Regions from separate parts of the Mus musculus genome. Here region 1 is linked to region 2. The links are chromatin contacts, called in public HiChIP or PLAC-seq maps. All regions are on one chromosome and are shown on one strand. Each heading gives the region's core, a stretch centred on a gene start, on an enhancer-like site or on the middle of the called end of the contact. The rest is flanking DNA. Distances are from core to core; before and after follow the strand shown.

The links. HiChIP or PLAC-seq counts read pairs in DNA pulled down with a chosen protein or histone mark.
Region 1: an HNF4G HiChIP or PLAC-seq map of pancreatic cancer cells shows a contact between it and region 2. The contact joins the enhancer-like site here to the promoter of Man1b1 in region 2. A contact is called at or near these places in 11 of 39 promoter capture datasets (the C10 cell line, the HPC-7 cell line, the SN4741 cell line and 8 more), 14 of 484 Hi-C or Micro-C datasets (B cells, CD4 T cells, Th1 cells and 10 more), 12 of 115 datasets of contacts at active chromatin or transcription factors (the 230-238 cell line, the HPC-7 cell line, the SCID.adh cell line and 6 more) and 3 of 9 other capture datasets (adipose tissue, liver and pancreatic islet).

Annotation. Positions count from the first base shown.
Region 1 is chr2:25,382,348-25,386,922 of GRCm38.p6, reverse strand. No RefSeq gene overlaps it. Among named protein-coding and RNA genes, the nearest start is that of Entpd2, 11 kb to the left of the region's middle. Within about 2 kb of position 2,207, at least 15 of the 459 cell types and tissues checked have an H3K27ac peak or open chromatin away from gene starts, as enhancers often do. A contact at or near this core is called in pancreatic cancer cells and pancreatic islet, where this site is marked.
Region 2 is chr2:25,329,323-25,334,053 of GRCm38.p6, reverse strand. It overlaps Man1b1 (mannosidase, alpha, class 1B, member 1), which reads right to left and starts at 1,311. Exons shown (of 13, transcript NM_001029983.2): 1 at 1,078-1,311; 2 at 511-619. The coding sequence starts at 1,194. It overlaps AA543186 (expressed sequence AA543186), which reads left to right and starts at 1,483. Exons shown (of 2, transcript NR_027448.1): 1 at 1,483-1,906.

The DNA of each region.
Region 1 (4,575 bases), core at 958-3,457, 52 kb before region 2:
GTGAAGCTGTCTCAGGGAAAAAGTAAACAAGATAAAATGAAAAATTTAAAGCAAACAAGTTGGATGTGGTGTCAATACTCCTGGAATCCCAGATCTCAAGGGCAGGTAGAAGGTTCAGGAACTCAAAGCCAGATTCACCCAAGTAGGAGCCAGGCTGGGATACGGGGGGTCTTTTTTACAAGTAAGGAAAGAACATGTAATGGACTGACCCGGAAGTGGTTTTCTGGAGTATGATTTATTTTGTGGGCCTGGACACTTAAGGACCCTATGCACTTCACTGTCAGTTGCCTCTTGGAATTCTGTAAATAGGAGTGAATATAAAAAGTAAGCAGAGCCTGAGAGCTAGGGGTAAGGTTCAGGGTTAGCACAAAGGAGGTTCCAGGAGACAGGAGAGAAGGGGTCTGAGAGCAGAGTGAGAAGACAACTGATGACTGCTGAGCTAGGAGACACTGGACTGAGCTACAGAAGAACCCAGACAAAGGGAAAAGGAAAAAAATAAAACAGAAAAGCTACAGTTCTCTGTCTCTCTCTATCTCTGTCTCTCTCTTTCTCTCCCTCTTTCTCTCCTTTTTGACATTTTTTAAAAAGTAAGTAGCAATATTAAGAAGACACAGAATTCCAGGCAATGGTGTCCTTTAATCAGGACCTTTAATCTCAGCACTCACGTGGCATTGGCAGGTGGATCTCTGAATTTGAGGCCAGCATGGTCTACAGAGTTCCAGGACAGCCAGGGCAACACAGAGAAACCTTGTCTTGAAAAGCCAAACCAAACCAAACAACAACAAAAAAATCAGAGGCACATGGTCACCACTAAATGTGCATCAACTCACCATCATTCAGGGCCACCACCACACTTGGCTATCTCTTGTGTGTGCTTGCACACCCGTACAGTGACATGGGTCCATTGACTCTGTCTCATACATGAGCAGTCTCAGCTCCTTAAAGACTCCCTGGGTTCCAACTGCTGGCACCGTGTGAGGCCCCAGCACCCATGACCTTCTTCCTGTTTCCATAGTTTTGCCTTTTGCACAATGGTGGAGGGAACCATTCAACACACAGCCTGTTCAGGGGGTTTCTTGCACCTTGACATACATATATATTTGAATTTCCTCCACATCATATCTTTGAATTGTCTACTAGCTCATTTATTTTCACATTTATTCATTTGTTAATGTGCGTGCCTCAGAGCCAGCTCTCTGGAGTTGCCTCTCTCTGCCCACCATCATGTGGGTACCAGGCTCTGAGTTTGACTTTATGTTTTCATGCATGTTTTGAGGCAGCAGTGGATTTTCTTTGTCAATCATTAATGTAATTCACTGGAAAAAAATATTAGAACAGCCTTGTGTTCTTCATGACTAATCAAAGTTGAATGTGGTCGGAGTGGCTACGGGACAGGGACATGTGCTTTCTTTCCTCGCAGAAGAAGAAAACCCTGTTTGGTTTTTATCAGCATTAGGCTAACTTCTTACAGTTACTTTCTGGGAAAAGTGTGCTTAGTATTGGGATCTCTAGTACTTGGATTTATGGCATGATCACCAGTAAAAACATGTGCAGGCCTGACATTTTCTTGGCATAATATTTTAACTACTAAATAATAGTTTATTATTAAATAATAATTTAACCTTTCAGTTTCTTTGGTGGTTATATGGCTAGATCGGTGCTCAATTTCTTCTTGAACATTGATTTTATATTTTTAAGAAATTATCCTCTTTTTTAAAAGATTTATTTTTTTTTATGTATATGAGTACACTGTAGCTGTCTTTAGACACACCAGAAGAGGGCATCGGATCCCATTACAGACAGTTGTGAGCCACCATGTGGTTGCTGAGAATTGAACTCAGGACCTCTGGAAGAGCAGCCAGTGCTCTTAACCACTGAGCCATCTCTCCAGCCAAGAAGTTATCCTTTTGAAATGGATTGTTACTTGCCTGGTGCCTAAGGAGGCTAGAGGGCTTTTGGAGCCCTTGAGATTGCTGTTCTGGACAGTTGTGAGCCACCATGTGGTTCTTTGGAAGTTGCTAGTGCTCTTAACTGCTGAGCCATCTCTCCAGGTCCCCTCTTTCATTTTTAAATGATCCCGTACGCATGGGTTCCAGAGACAATGCCTCTTGGCCCTCTGATGCCTCACTGGTGCCGGTATCTCATGCAACTAGAGGACAAGAGTGACCAAGAGACTAAGGAGCTTGTTTGTCACCAGTCATGACAAGTGCGTGCACAGCTCTTATCACAGGACAGCCTTGTGTAAATATTGCCTGCCTCACTGTGACAGTCAACCACCCCGTGACTAAAAGGCCTCTCTCACCAACCTTTCTAGCTAAGCCCAGGCCATCTCTTGCTCTTAACTCCTGATCCCTTTATGTCTAACCATGTTATTTCATGATGGTTGCATAAATGGAGTAATGCATATAACAGTAACCAATACTGTGATGGATAGATTTAGGTCAACGTGACACTAACTATAGTCAACTGAGAAGAGGAAACTTCTATTGAGAAAATACCTTCATTAAGATTGGGCTGTGGGCAACCAGGGCAAGATAGCAAATGCCTTTAGTCCCAGAAATCTGGAGTCAGATCTCTGAGTTCAAGGCCATCCTGGTCTACAAAGTAAGTTAGTTAGTTACAAGACAGCCAGGGCTACAAAGAGAAACCCAATCTCAAAAACCAACCAAACCAAACCAAACCAAACAAACAACAAAACAAAACCCCCAACAACAAGGAGACACTCTCCAGAACAGCCAGACCACCTTATGGAGGAAACTATTTGTCAGAAGCTCACAAAGGCAGAGAGAGGCTACAAATGTAACCTCCTCAAAGCAGGTCTACAGCTGGACAACATAATGTTGCAACTTTGAGCTCAGAGGCCATCTAGAAGCAAGGCTTGTTCCCCTCTGGGAGTCTTATCTTTTAAGACCATGGTCCTAGTAGATGACAGTCACTCACTCATGTGATAGAGGACACTGTGCTTTACCTAGAGTCCACTGATTTAAATATTAATTTGGTATTAATATTAAAGCAGTATTTGACCAAATAACTGGATACCCTAATATAGTCAAGTTGACAAGCAATTAAAACCATCATATATAGAATATGAAGTTTAGTGAGTTTATTTTTCATTTAAATTACTTTATTACTATTACTATTATTATTAATTGTGTGTATATATATAACAGGGTACACGTGTGCCACAGTGCATTTGTGGAGGTCAGAGGACAACTTGGTGAAATTGGTTCTTTTACACCTTACACAGGTTCTGGTGTTGAAGCTAAGGCAGTTCGGTGTGAGAAGCAAGCAAGAATCAGGTCAGCAGGCTTGCACAAAAAAAAATACCCTCAACCACGGAGCTGAATTTTAGTCTTTAAAGCAATTACCAAACTATTCTGCATGGTTGCAGCTGGCTCTGGGAACTGAGGATTTCTGAAAAGTGACGCCACGTGCACAGCTGCGTGTGAATGACAGAGCTGCTCTGCTTCCTCACCAGCGTGCCACCTGACCAGTGTGCCACCTGACCAGGGTGCTTTGGTTTTGCTAGTCTCAGTCAGGGCTTTTGTGTGGCTCACTTCTTCCCGAGCACAAGTGTCTGTCTGTCTGCGCATCCTCCTTGGAGGGACAGCTATGCCCACTGAATGCCCCAAGAGAGATTCCAAGTTATCGTCCTAGAGAATCGCTCCTTGTTTTGTTTTTGTTTTCCAGACAAGGTTTTTCTGTATAGCCCTGGCTGTCCTGGAACTCACTTTGTAGACCAGGCTGGCCTCGAACTCAGAAATCTGCCTGCCTCTGCCTCTGCCTCCGGAGTGCTGAGATTAAAGGCGTGTGCCACCACGCCCGTCTTTTTGTTTGTTTGTTTGAGAATCGCTCCTTATTATTAGGTAGCTGCCATGTGTTATGATTGGTAATATCTCTTGCCTAAAAACCTATTGTTTGCCCAGCATGCTGGTGGACGCCTACAGTCCCAGCACTGAGGAGCCCTTGGGATTCAACCTCTGCTCCTGCTTGTGTGGAATTACACTGGCCCACTCTGAATGTTTTTTTTTTTTTTTTTTTTTTTTTAGGTAAAATGATTTTCCTCTTCCTCCCATCTTCATCATCCTTTGGAAAACATACACCACGTGACTACTTGCCTAGTTATCTCAACAGACATCCTTTGTGCAGCAAGTGTGACCAGGGAGGACAGTCCTGGAACAAGAGTGAGGCAGAGAAGCATCTAAATCCCAAAAGTCCCCTTTTGAGGCCAGCAGGGTCATTCCTCCATAGTCTCCGCCTGCACGCCCCAGGTCACGTAGCATCGTGACCTCCCACCTGCTTAAGGCAGGCAGTAGCCTCTTAGCCAAATTACAAGTTGAAACACCTGGAGTCCCCCTTCATAACAAGCGAAGTATTCCTAGCACCTCAGCCCCAGCCAATAATGTACTCTCTCCCTGAAACCCCCCTGCCTACTCCCCAAGGTTTACAAAGCCCTTGTTACTCCTGAGTAAAGAGAGCTGCTGTTTTACAGACTGTCATCTAAGACAGCTGTTACCTTCCATCTCACATCTGTGGAGATGTAGCCTTAACTGGCACACCATCTTGTTTATAGCA
Region 2 (4,731 bases), core at 62-2,561:
CTATTTCCCAAGTGTGAAGACCACAGTCTTTTCCAGGCTGAATTCTTTTTCAAGCATTTGGCAGAGTGTGTCCTTAAACACAACATACAACAACCCCCTCAGCCCCGCAACATATCAATTTAATAGTGCCCAAACAGGCAGCTTGACTTGAGCAATCTGAAGCAATGTTTGGGTTTCCAACCTTAAAGCAGCCCAGAAGGAATCCTAGGATCCTCTCAGGATATCCACTGGTCCCAGGCAAACACACTGTACCACGTGGTAGGGACATGTGATTAGTGCTGATCTGCTGCTATAGACTGATGGGGAGGGGAGGGACAGCACTGTTGGCCCAAAGACCTACAGGGTCACCTGTACACCAGTTGGTCATACTGGGCTCCACATTTTCCCCTCTGCTGTATTTATTGCCAATCTGTCACCACATGCCTTGTGGTACTGTTTTATCTGGATTGCAATACTGTATCTGACCTCAGCCTGCATCTCCTCTGCTCGAGCACCACTGGTATTTCATACCTTTCCACTGGTCAGCCGTATGAAGAGAGTACAGGAATCCACAGAGAATCAGAAAGCCCAAGACGAAGAGAATCACATTCCGCTGTAGCCTCGAAAGCTGCTTCCATTTCTAAGAAAGAGCCGGGAAAATGACACTTGTCACAGATTCGGTTAAAAGAGCAATTCAGAGAGACCCTTATGTAAGGCTTGTCCTTACTTGAGGGCAGGTAAGTTCCCTCTCAGCAAAGTTTACATTGACAGAACAGTGCTAGAGGTGACAGAGCACACCATCCCATACATGGCACAAGATCTGTACACCATGTGTCCAGCTGCACGTGCACTGGAGAAAAACTCCTGAAATCCCCATGACTTGGCTCAGGCATCGTCGGACCATACGGGCTGTGCTCATTGCCCCCTCAGCTCAGGATCCCCAGGGCACCTGACATTAGGCAGGGGAAGCAACCACACCGAAACCCAAGCTGCGAGAACCAGACGCAGCACAGAAACTTCTGGACGCTGGAAGAGACACGAACGCTCCAGCTAGGTACTTCCCTCGGTAAGGCTTCCCCAGCCCGGACCCCGCCTCACCCTCCAGCATGAGCGCCGCCGCCGGCTCTTGCTGTTGTCGTAGCTCTCGCCCAGGCTCAGCGTCACCGAGATGAAGTCCCGGTGAGGCGCCGGCGGCGGCGCCGGCGGTGGGTACATAACTGCGAAGCCGGCCCAAAAGACCTCGCTTGCTGGAGGCGTCAGGAAGCCCAAGACTGAGAAAGACCGCGGGCTGCCATAACGAAGGCATCCACACCCCGCCCATCGCCCTAAACACCAGTGCGCACGCGCCGCGTCTTATCGGTCGTTGCGCAAGCTCAGAACCCTAGTCTAAGCACCGCGCCTGCGTACACCCTTGTGCTGGTATTTCCTGGCGGGTCACTGGCGTCACGATACCCGCCCCTGTGCCGTTGACGTTATTTCATCGCGTCCTTACGTCGCTGAATCGCGCGCATCCGCTCCATTGCAGGCGTCCTGCAGACTCCCTGTTGGGGGCGGACTGACTACGGTTTGGAGAAGTGTTCTTTGTTGCAGTTACGTCTGGCTTGAGTTGTGGACTATCACCCTTGCCGGAGTCCTGCGCTCGATCTCGGGGAGCGGGCATCACCCTGGCGCGCCTGGAGGTGAAACGCAAAACTCCTGACCGGAGGAAGGGACGGCCCTGCTGAGGCTGAGTCCTGGGGTGGCTCTGCGCCCTGAGGCCGCGGCCTGGCCTTTCTAGTCGCTCCGGCCTGGGAGCGACCCTTTCTGCGACCATTCCGCTCCTAGCCCTACCTACGTACTCGGCAACGGGTTTAAAACGACCTCACTTTTCCGTGCGCGTGGTTCCCTCGAGGAAAACATGCAAAACGACAAAACTGCCCACTGTCCGGTGGGTGAAACTGCTGCTTCCCAACTTACTTGTGGTATTTCTGAGCATTTGGAGAGTTCCCTACGTTGCGATCATTTAGTTTGAATCTCCTACAGAAGACCTACCTGATCCCGCGCCCCTTCCCTACATTTTTTTTTTTTTTTTTTTGTGGGGTTGGGGGAGGTTCGAGACAGGGTTTCTCTGTATAGCCCTGGCTGTCCTGGAACTCACTCTGTAGACCAGGCTGGCCTCAAACTCAGAAATCCGCCTGCCTCTGCCTCCCGAGTGCTGGGGTTAAAGGCGTTCGCCACCACACCCGGCCCCTTCCCTACTTTTAAGTCCTCACAGATCGCTATTACAATAGTGCTCTCAAATGTAGGTTTTCGGAACCATGGCAGATGGTGCAATGACTTTGAGGTCTGCATATCTTCCAAAATGAAGGCGGAGTTCTTGTTGGCTATTCACGCCAACTCAAGCCAGGTCTACACATTCCCACGTTCTGCTACTGCTTATGACCATGAGGTGGCAGTTGGCATACCAAAGGGCTAGTTAGAGCTCTACGTTAAAAAAAAAAATAAACCTTTGAGGGAAGAAATAGGAAGAGTTTGTTAGACCAAAACAAAATCTGGAGCTGAAAATCTTCCAATTCAAGCCAGGCAAGAATGATAAGCCACTGTGGGACAAATCCTTGTCCAAGTTCAGAATCTAGCGACATTGAAGGTCTTGAAGGGGTTGAAAGAGGAAAACCAAGTCAGCCACAGAGAGCAATGATGAAGTAACCTTGCCCTTCTCATAATTAAAGCAAAGCAACACCTGTCTGTGCCCATATACAGACTCTTAACACTGCAGAGGTAAGGAAGTTACATAGTTCCAAGCCAGCCTGGGCCCCAGAGTGAGTGAAGTCTTGTCTAACAGTACTCAAACAATGGGAAGCTATACCTTTAAGCACACAGAAATTCATTATAGGCCATATATAAGACCTAAAAGAAGTCGAAATAAATTTGGAAAGATTTTGGTCACATAACATATTTTTAGCCATATTTGGACTAGAAAAGTGAGAAATCAATAAATATTTGAAAAGCGTAAACACCACTCTAAATAAGAGGGTTTTGGGTTTTTTTTAAATCACAAACTAAATTAGAAAATAATGTTGAATCAAATGAAAAGGGGGGCTGGAAAGGTGGCTCATTGGTTTGAAGGAGTGTACTATTGTAGAGGACAAGGGTTCCCACATCAGGCACCTTACAACCACCTGTAACTCTAGACCAAGGGTGCCTCTGTGAGCATCTTTATGCAAATGTACATACACACATAAAATTAAAAGTAATATATTTTTGAAAAATTTGAAACTTTGGTTATAAACTTTTACAATAAAAGTGATGGAGGGGGGCTGGTGAGATGGCTCAGTGGGTAAGAGCACCCGACTGCTCTTCCGAAGGTCCGGAGTTCAAATCCCAGCAACCACATGGTGGCTCACAACCATCCGTAACAAGATCTGACTCCCTCTTCTGGAGTGTCTGAAGACAGCTACAGTGTACTTACATATAATAAATAAATAAATCTTAAAAAAAAAAAAAAAAAGTGATGGAGGGGGCTGGAGAGATGGCTCAGTGGTTAAGAGCACTCACTGCTCTTCCAGAGATGCTGAGTTCAATTCCCAGCAACCACATGGTGGCTCACAACCATCTGTAATGGGATCTGATGCTCTCTTCTAGTGTGTCTGAAGGCAGCTACAGTATACTCATATACATAAAATAAATAAACAATTATTTAAAAAAAAAGTGATGGAAAGCCTTAACTGTTTCCACATTAGCAGACTGGAGGAAGAGCTAGCTGTAGCCCCACCTGTGCTTTCAATACTCAGGGGGCTGACACTGGAGGATTTCAAGTTCAAAGTTAGAACTGAATGAGACCCTGTTGGGGAGGATGGAGAAGAAAGGAGGAAAAGAGGGAGAAAGGGGGAGGGAAGAGAGAAATAGATTGTAAGAGACATAAGTCTTTTATATGTCAGATCTTATATGTGGCCTATGATGAACACTTGTGCATTTGAAGGTATAGCTTCCTGTTGTTTGGGTACTGTGTGATAGTTTCAGTTAGGCCAAATGGTTGCCAGCACTGAACAGCAAGATAGAAGACAGTGTACTCATAAATCAAGAGGCTTAGGTAAAATAGAAAAACTCTTAAGTTACAAGGTGGTAAAACCAACTCAAGAAGTGGGAAATGGAGAAATACCTATAAAGAAATTTACTTTAAATCTGTGGCACACCCTACAATCCCAACACACTGGAGGTTAAGGCAGAGGGATTTCACGGTCAGAATTGGTGGTTGAGTTGGGAGAATTTTTGTGAGCTTGAGGATAATCTAAGCTACACAGTGAGTTTAAGGCCAGTTTGAAATGTGTAGTAAAGCACCGTCTCAAACAAAACCACCCACCCACCAACAAAAGGGTCCGAACCGGCCGGGCGTGGTGGCGCACGCCTCTAATCCCAGCACTTGGGAGGCAGAGGCAGGCGGATTTCTGAGTTCGAGGCCAGCCTGGTCTACACAGTGGGTTCCAGGACAGCCAGGGCTACTCAGAGAAACCCTCTCTCGAGAAAACCAAAAAAAAAAAAAAACAAAAACCAAAAAAAAAAAAAAAAAAAAAAGGTCTGAACCGTATATGTCTCCCTTCTCATAAGGCCACACCAGCATTCTTCCAGCTACTTGAGCCTATGAACTTTGGAGTTATTCTTGGGCCCTCATCTTTCTTTTAGGACAGGGCTCCTCTGTCCCTGGCTGTCCTGGAACTACAGAGCAGGCCAGCCTCAAACTCAGGGAAATCTACCTGCCTTTGCCTCTTGAGTGCT